Linked DNA regions of Anas platyrhynchos: region 1 is linked to region 2. A link is a contact called in public Hi-C data. All regions are on one chromosome and are shown on one strand. The core of a region is the stretch at or near the end of the contact, and the rest is flanking DNA. Distances in the headings are between cores, read along the strand shown. Region 1 has its middle 6.5 kb from the start of KLF2. Region 2 overlaps EPS15L1 (epidermal growth factor receptor pathway substrate 15 like 1).

The links. A called contact is a pair of places that touch in the nucleus more often than the background predicts.
Region 1: a Hi-C map of skeletal muscle shows a contact between it and region 2, with 2.5 times the contacts expected there. The contact joins two enhancer-like sites. A contact is called at or near these places in 4 of 8 Hi-C or Micro-C datasets (F1 follicle, skeletal muscle and small yellow follicle).

The regions. Positions count from the first base shown.
Region 1 is chr29:2,406,203-2,410,465 of IASCAAS_PekinDuck_T2T, reverse strand. No RefSeq gene overlaps it. Among named protein-coding and RNA genes, the nearest start is that of KLF2, 6.5 kb to the right of the region's middle. Within about 2 kb of position 1,260, at least 2 of the 8 cell types and tissues checked have an H3K27ac peak or open chromatin away from gene starts, as enhancers often do.
Region 2 is chr29:2,367,681-2,372,078 of IASCAAS_PekinDuck_T2T, reverse strand. EPS15L1 (epidermal growth factor receptor pathway substrate 15 like 1) reads right to left here. Exons shown (of 24, transcript XM_027472004.3): 20 at 3,324-3,384; 21 at 2,885-2,967; 22 at 1,356-1,488. Among named protein-coding and RNA genes, the nearest start is that of EPS15L1, 20 kb to the right of the region's middle. Within about 2 kb of position 1,773, at least 3 of the 8 cell types and tissues checked have an H3K27ac peak or open chromatin away from gene starts, as enhancers often do.

The DNA of each region.
Region 1 (4,263 bases), core at 11-2,510, 39 kb before region 2:
AAAAAGGCTATTTACATAGGAGCATTTTGTGCTGTTTCAGTCTAATTTGTCACCGATGTAGGAGCCTCATACGTTAGCTGGAGGAAATCCAGAGCTTTCAAAGGTTTTCTGTCAGGGCTTGAAAAGTTGCCAGTTTTTTTAATGGAGCCGAGCAGTCTCAGGCCTGTTGTTCTCAGAGATTTTGCGAGCCAGGGCCGCATGTTAGCAGGAAACAGAGCCAAGTGGGCTTCCTGAGCGTCTGAGAGAGGAAACACTGTAATAAGCATGGAGGCTGTGGTTAAAAATAACTCTGGTATATAAAGGCTGCAAAGGATCCCCTCTCACTCACACACGCCACTGCCTCTTGGCTAGCTGCTGCGCGCTGATTTCATGTGAATGAGACACTTTGCCATCTCCGCGGAGCAGGTGGTTTTTAAGCAAAAGAAGGCAGAAAACGGCCCAAGAAGAAGTAAAGAACACGATGGTCCACATTCTGCATGTTTTCGGCAAACACTGCCACTAAAAAGTGGGAGAGCATTGTCAGGCTGAGCGAAGCTGTAGTTACAGGCACAGTGTTTCGGTATCTAACTTTAGGCTGAAGTAAAAGTTATGCTGAAAAATAACTCGGTTTTCTGTGATCTGAAACTCAGAAAAAGGGAACAGGGTGAATCATGCGAGCTCTTGAGCAACAGGAGAAAGGGCCCCTTAAATTGTCACCACCGGGCCCAGTGTGGCTTGTACCACTTCTGCTCCGAAAGCTTTAATCCCACTCTGTGCCCCCCCGCTGGTGCTGGCCAACTGGAGAAGCTAAATGTGGCAACCACACAGAGCGGATCGGCAACCATCAATCTGTGTTCTGCAGTCCTGGTGCTCTGCTTGCCTGCCAAGCAAAGACTGCCTGTTTCTCCTCTCCACATTCAGCTTGCACAGAACGAGCCCCATCTCTTTTTTTTTTCTTCCAAAGGCAACGATTTTCCTTGCAAATGCGGGATAAAATCCTAGCAGTTGTTTGGCAAATTAATGCCCTCTTTTTCCCTGCTGTAACCTGATCCTAACATCCATACTGAACTCCATTCTGAACGCTTCTTTGTAGCCCACATTATGCTGTAATTGGCAAAACACGTTCTTCCCAGGCTTGTATTTTTATTGCAAACATTTATTTGGCACTTTATGTGGCAAATGAAAAGAAAATTTCACAACTCATTCTACAAAGTTGCATTGTACTAGGCTGTCCCTTGAAAAGAATTTTATTGCTCAAGAATAGCTGTAACCGTTCAAGGGATTTCAACAGCGTTATGCTCTTGAACTGTAATTGCTGTGTATACTATATCTGCTATAGCACCAGTATGAATAATTTCGATCAATATCAACCCTGAAATTTGGCACTTAATTTCCCCATAGAGCTTAGTGTCAGTAATAGGTGTGACATTCTTTGAAGGCATATCAGCTCAACACTTCAGAGTAAATTTTCAGGGTGCATGAAAAAAATGAGTTGAACTGTTGTTTCTGAATGGAAAGCGTTTTCTACAAGATGCAAAACACTGCTCCTGAGCCCAGAGGTATCCAGGAATTTAAATGTATAAATATCCTAAAAGGGTAGGCATTAATAGCTCAAGGAAAAAAAAAAAAAAAGTGTTCACAACGGTCATAAGCCTCTGGAAAAAGTCTGTCCCAAAATATCTCACTGAAGTTTCAAAGCTTAATCATAATGATATAACAAATTGTGATCATGGAAAATATATATACCATTCTGAATACTTCAGTGATCTAAGTCTGAGGACTTCACAGTCCAGGAAGACAAATGAGATCAGCTGCTCTATACATACAGCCTATCATGCAAAGATGCCTGTCTTCCTCTCACTGGCTAATTCACTAAGCTCTGATTCATACTTCCATGTATTCAAACAGGGAAAGTAATTCCAGGCAGCAAGCAATACCAATTAACAGTGTCACAGTTAATGAAATGCTTGCTCCAGTATTTCCCATTACACAACTGCAGGACATATGACTAATAAATAATACAGGTGCAGTACAAAGAAGGCATTCTGTAAAGGAGAACTAAACCCCACATGTTCATCATGTTAAACAAGGCTTACCACCCTACACCCTATATGAACTCCTACTTTGAGTGTTTGGTGACTTATCCTCTACTTATCAGATAAAACCATAACCCATAAAGATACTGTGCACATCAGTGAGGGGGATTTAAAAAAATCAAAACAAACAATCAAAAAAACCCTTCCTCACTTCTAAGTAATTCTCTGCTTGTGGCTGGTTTTGAGCTTTGTCCAGTCTTCTCTCCCTCCCCCAGTTAAAAACCGTGAACTTCAAAGTGACAAAAAATCTGCTAAGAAAGCCATCTGCATCTGCCATGCTGACTCAGACTGGAACAGATCTTACAAATTAAAAAGAAAGAAAAGTGCATCTGATTAGCTCTTTGAAGTTCCCTCAAACAGATTTTTTTCCTGCATTAATTAAACCCCAAACACAGTTCTCACTTCTAAAACCAGTTAACTTTGCATGTCTTACAACACTACTAATTGTTCCGAATGGACATAAGAGATAATACATCATTTTACTTTTTCTCCTGTCATCTCCAGTAAATTATGTAGGTTCTTTCCTAAAACACAGACCAGGAAAGACATGACAAGTATGAAAACTCACAATGCAATACCCAGCCTATTCCAGGATTATTATTATTATTTCAATCTATTATGATCTTTTAGGGTTAATGGAAGCTTTTACTTCAAATCTCAAGCACTACTACCCATGGCCCGAGTTAGTGGCACTGTGCCAACTTGTATATTTGCAAGGGGGAAGAAGGCAGAGTTGTACACCTTGCCCAGGGGAGGCAGGCATGTCCAAGGAAGCTGTTGATAGGCAAACAGTTTGTTCAGGCTGTGCTTCCACTTTCTTACTTGCACAGAATCCCATTTCACTTCCCTGCCCCATGCTGGTTCCCAAATATTATCTGCAACCTGCTAGGGCAGAGACGAGCTCTGCCTTTCGAGTTTCATCTTACTGGGCTCTCGACCTCACCTATTATATGTTTGTTAATAGCAACAGTTATTTTTCTGAATGAAACCAAATAAGTACTTTCTGGCCTCTGCCACACCGTTACTTGTACATCTCTTTACTACCGATTCTGTAATGAAAACTATTTGGCAGCAATTGAAAATAGTTATTCATAATCAGTGCCCAATAATCTAGGCAGTTTCACTGATAAAATTAAACGTCAGTATGGTTTTTGAAACTGTGGTATCATTTCACAGTTCTGTAAAAAAATGAAAGATCTGTCAAATGTGTTTTTAATTGACAGCTGAAAGGGACATCTGCAATACAACATATGTGCGTTCGACACACATGTCAGTAAATGCTGGCAGAAACACAACTACATACCTAATCAGAGCTGATAATTTAAAAACTGGCATAAAATGTTTGGGTCTGAAGAGTCCCCGAATCAAAAATGACAAAGAATAATTTACAGCTGAATACTACCATCCCTCACATAGCAAACTGGTGTAACAATACATACTTAACCTCAATTAAATTCATGAGACATCTGACTTTTTGCATGATTTATTGTACCATGAGCTTGCTTTAATGACAGGAACAGCATTTCCTTGAGTATTTCTGAGACAGCTTTTCTTTTTTATAAGTAGACTTATTTATTGAAAAGGACTTTAAGCTTAATTTTACTTTGCATCTATGGAAGTCTGCATGCAGTGCTTTAAAGTATCAACAGCTGACATTTGTTAATCTTTGTGAAATGAGCTAATAAGGCTTTCACTAAAACAAATTAAGATTGCCATCACAATGAATGGAAATGATAGACCTGTCAATAATAATGCTGAAAAAGCAGAAGTGCTAAAAAATACTTCTGTTCTCTCTTTGGGAAAAAAGCCAGATGCTGCATTCAGATCAGACAATAATGATGTTGAAATACTTTCCATTCCAGTAACTAAGGAGGATGTTAAAACAACTGCTGCTCAACTCAAACAATATTAAGTTGCCAGGTCTGGGTAACTTATAAGTAAGTGTTTCAAAAGAACCAACTAAGGACATATCCAGATGGTTAATGTTTATTATCAATCAATTTCAGAACAGTGGGGAAGCCCCAGGTGACTTGAAGAATGTTAATATTATGTCAATATTTTAACAGGGTAAACAGAATGACCCACATAGGCTCATCTGTGTTATATAAACCTGGGCAAAATACTGGAAGGACTTAATACAGAAAAAGAATCATAAATAAAGAGAGTTAGTTTAGCTAATGACAATGGC
Region 2 (4,398 bases), core at 524-3,023:
GGTTGAAAAGAGACAAATACTACAATGAAAAGTATGTAGGTGAGTCAATTCTATGGAATATATTGCCCATTTTTGCTGCTAGTATAACACTCTATTTGCTAGGAATAATCATGTTTCGAACGAAAAATAGAAAGAAACCACATGAAAGAGATAATATAGGTGTATTTAGTACTTGACTCTTTCAACTCTATGGAGGCCCTTTAAACACTGAATTGTTTTATGCAGACATTTCCTGAAAAGAAAAAGATGGTCACTTACCTCCATTGAAAACCAAAGAAAGAAAGAAAAAAAAGCATCATTTGTGATGGCAAGTAAGATTACCTTCAGCTTTTATACTTCTGCTTCTACTGACATGTGTCTTATCTGTTGACATTTGTTGACATCACATATTATATCTTTTTCAAACTACTAAATACCCTCCAGTACCTCTAAGTGGGAAATACTTACACAAAGCAAGCATGGAACAGACTGCTTCAAGAACTTTTCCATAATCCTAGAGCATTTTCTGGCAAATTTTCATCAATACTCACCTACACAGAACCTCATCATTCGACTTCAAGGTTTTAGTGTGCATCATAATCTTTTGAGGAATAAAGTCATAGTAATAGGAACAAATTAATGCTGCTGCAATGGTCTGCTTGTAACTCTGTTCTATTAAACAGTATTTTCCAAACCTGGGATCAATCTATGGGACACCCCTGTGACAGAACCGTTTCTTGTTATCCAAGGAGCTAGTTCTAGCACAGCTGGTTTGCAAAATCAGTCAGAACAACAATACCTGTCACAAACAGGATGAGAGCAGAGTGCATGTTTTTCTCCAAAACACAACTGCATAAAGGCAGACAATGTATGACTGTTAGACCAGTAGAAAGGTAGACAAAACCTTCCAAATTCTAGACGTTGACCCCCATGTTTGGTGTAAACTTATGTGCCTATTCAAATGAAGAAACCTGAACTTCTTTTTATTTTTTTTTCTCTTCTTCCCTTTTTTTTTTTTTTTGGAAGCCAACTAAATTTTCACTGCTAATATTAACTGAACTATATCACTGCTGTTAAAAGTAGACTTGAAACTAACAGTTCTAAAGTGGCTTCAGTTCTTCAAACAGTTTCACTGGTATCTGAATGTTTTGACAAATCAGCTCTAGGAGTGAAAACAACTTGAAGTTGAATCTCCAATCGGTTCCAGAGTTCCAGTCTTTTTTTTTTTTCTTTTGACAATTCCTGACAATTTACTGATAATCTCGTACCTTCCTCCATGGTTGAAATATGAGATAGAAGACTGCCAACTTGTCCTTACTTCCAAGAATATACAGTAAATTGGGGGAGCTGGTTATTAAGAAAGAAAACCTCCTTACCACTGGGTGGCTTGGGCCGTGGAGGTACATTTTTCTTCGGTGGTAATGCTGGTGTGTCTGATTTGCTTTTGAAAGGGTCATCTGAGAATCCCATCCCTCCAAAAGAGGAGGTGAACGGGTCTGAAGCTACTGACTACAACAGAAAAAAAAACATAAAAGAAAAAAAGAGCGTAAGCACATTGCAGAAAATCTGGTGTATCAGAGGCTACAAGTTAACTCATGGAAAAACATTAACTTTAATTATGTAGGTCTGACCTCATTTTTTATGTCACTAGCATAAGATACAAACATCTACTGTCATAGGTACTAGGATTTCATTAACACTAAATGATATTTACACGCTTAATCACTTAAGTACTTCTAGAACTTTTACTCCTAGCAAAAAGCTGATAAGAAAAATAAAAGGAAGTAAAACTCTATTTTTATTAGTTGGCAATGAACAGTCATACTGCAGTGTGGCCTTCACTCTGTGATAAGCAGAGCCATGAAACAAAGTAGTAACTGGAAAAACATGGTAGCTTGCAGAACGGACACCCTTTTCCCAAGTTTTTCTTAAGTTACACATGCCTATTTGTTGTTTTGTAAAAGTTCAGGGAAAATTCTAAAACTTTATCATTTTATATTCATCTGGCTTTTGCAAAGGACTCTACTAGTGATTTAAAAAGGCACAAAAAACTATGCTGTGCAGGAAAACTTATCATACCGAAATGAAAAAGAGGAGCTTTGTAGGGAAACCTAAGGCTCAGTCAGAGCTTCACTAAAGCTTCCAATTCAAGCCAAACACCAGAAAAGGTAAAGACTGCTGCCACCTAGTGGGGAGCTAAAAATCCCACAAAACAGTAAGAAAAGTTAGGAAAAAAATACAAAATGTTTAATTAGCCAAAAAGGTAATACATTTTCTAGCAAACATTTACTCTACAATGTTCAAGTGTTATTGTGGTACAAAATGTAAAAAGTTAGGCAACTGTAACTACAAGTCTGCCTCAAAAAAATATCAGCAGAATGACTATACAGACAAGAAGGTAAGACAGTTCTACTTAGAATACCTTTTATACCCTGTTTATAACAATAAACCAAGAAATAGCAATTCTGTGCAAAACTGTGAAACATAAGCACACAATATTTTCCACCCTCCCCTTGTTTCCTAAACTCAGGGAGAAGTTTAAGAACAAGTTAGAATATAATGAAAGATGCAGCATCCAAGCGAACCTCAGAACTTTGCAATATATTGCTTGGCCCAAACTTCCTTTATCTGGAACAACTACCTCTGCTTATAGGTTCGTTCTTTTGCTCCACTGGTATTTGAAAATGTGTGTGTAAAACTGATTCCCTCCCCCCTTGAATCTACTGGTCTTGGTAAGACTTAACCATACCCGAGACAGATGAATAATGTTCTTCTAAGTACTTAGACTCATCAGAATAAAAGCAGAAGAAACATGTCAGCTCAAAAAACACAATCTTATCGCACCCTTCAAACAAAAAATACATTTTTTATTTTAAAGGACATTTGCTTTCCTTGTAACCTTTACCTTTGACATCTGACTGAAGTCTGCAAATCCTTCCCCACTACTGAAAGTGCCACTTCCAAATGGATCCAATGTACCAAACGGATCTGAAATGGATGCAGAAAAAATATTTAAAATAATACACAAGAATTCTGAATAACTTATTGCCAGTAAGGTATGAAACTGGGTAGGTGATTAAACACTTGCATTTTACCCTGCTAAGTGATATTAAGAAAAAATTGCACAGAGCAATAGTTTTCTATCAGTTGTTTGAAAGTAAAAAACAAAAGCCAAGTATGTAGTTAACATGAGGGCTTTATCTTCATCAAACATAGTAAGAGCACAATGGTATTTACCACCAGTTCACAATATACTTTGTTTATTCTCAACTTTAACATTTGATTTTTCATTCATAAAGAAATACCTACTTATTCATCTTCACAAGAAAAAATGTTCTTCTTACCTGGACCTTTTGAAGAGACACTGGAAGATGTAAAAGGATCACTGCTTTCAAAAGGGTCAGACTAAATAAGAACAGATACACATAATTATTGTTCAGCTGTACTGTGAATTAGTCTTTCTGTGCAAAGAAAAATCTATTGCTTTAGGACAAATTATTTCCAGTTTCAGATCACTCTACTGTGGACACGTGAGAGGATGAAACTGAATGAATAGATGAAATATGCAGCATTAATCCATTCGGCTATTGACAGCATTGAACAAAAGTGAGTAAACTAGGTATCTACAAGCAAAACACATTCAAGTGAAAGTGTATCACACAAATGATATTAGTTCCTAAGGCAAAATAAAAAATTACACTCAGAATTAGAATCATTGAATATTCTGAGTTGGAAGGGACCCACAATGATCATCAAACCCAACTCCTGGCTGCACACAGGACCACCCAAAAAATAAAAATAATAATTAAAAAAATATATCAAACCACATTTCTGAGGGCATTGTCCAAATACTTAACGTTGACAGTCTTGCTGCCATGACCACTTCCCTTTGAAGCCTGTTCCAGCACCCAGTCACCCTCTGTTCAGTTGTTAGTGTTTAGTCTTTAAGCAACAGAGACTGAATATTCAAATCAAACATTTACGTTATCAGTAATTCAGGGACACCGTATATCCCAAACTTCTTTTTAAACAGATGGTGCTTACAGCTGCTCTTCTGCACAGAAAATCTGCTGTTACCTAAGTACAAACCTACAGATTTAAACTAACCTTCCACTGACTGATACTAGTTCTAACTCTTGGGTGGCAATAATCAATGAATTCTGTAAGAGTAGGAAAAAAAACACCACCAAAACACAACACATACATGCCAGTACAGCTCAAGAACTGTAACTGTGACTATACATTTGACAAACATGTTCTGTGCAGTCCTTCCACTGTATTGGTTCTATAATCCTTTAGCTAGATAAGTTCCTTGATCCCACTCACTATGTGACTGCACAAATAGAAGCATTGGTGCAATGGAGGTAATGGTGTGAATGAGTGAACGTTGGAGGTATGAATTTTCAAACAGAAAAAAAT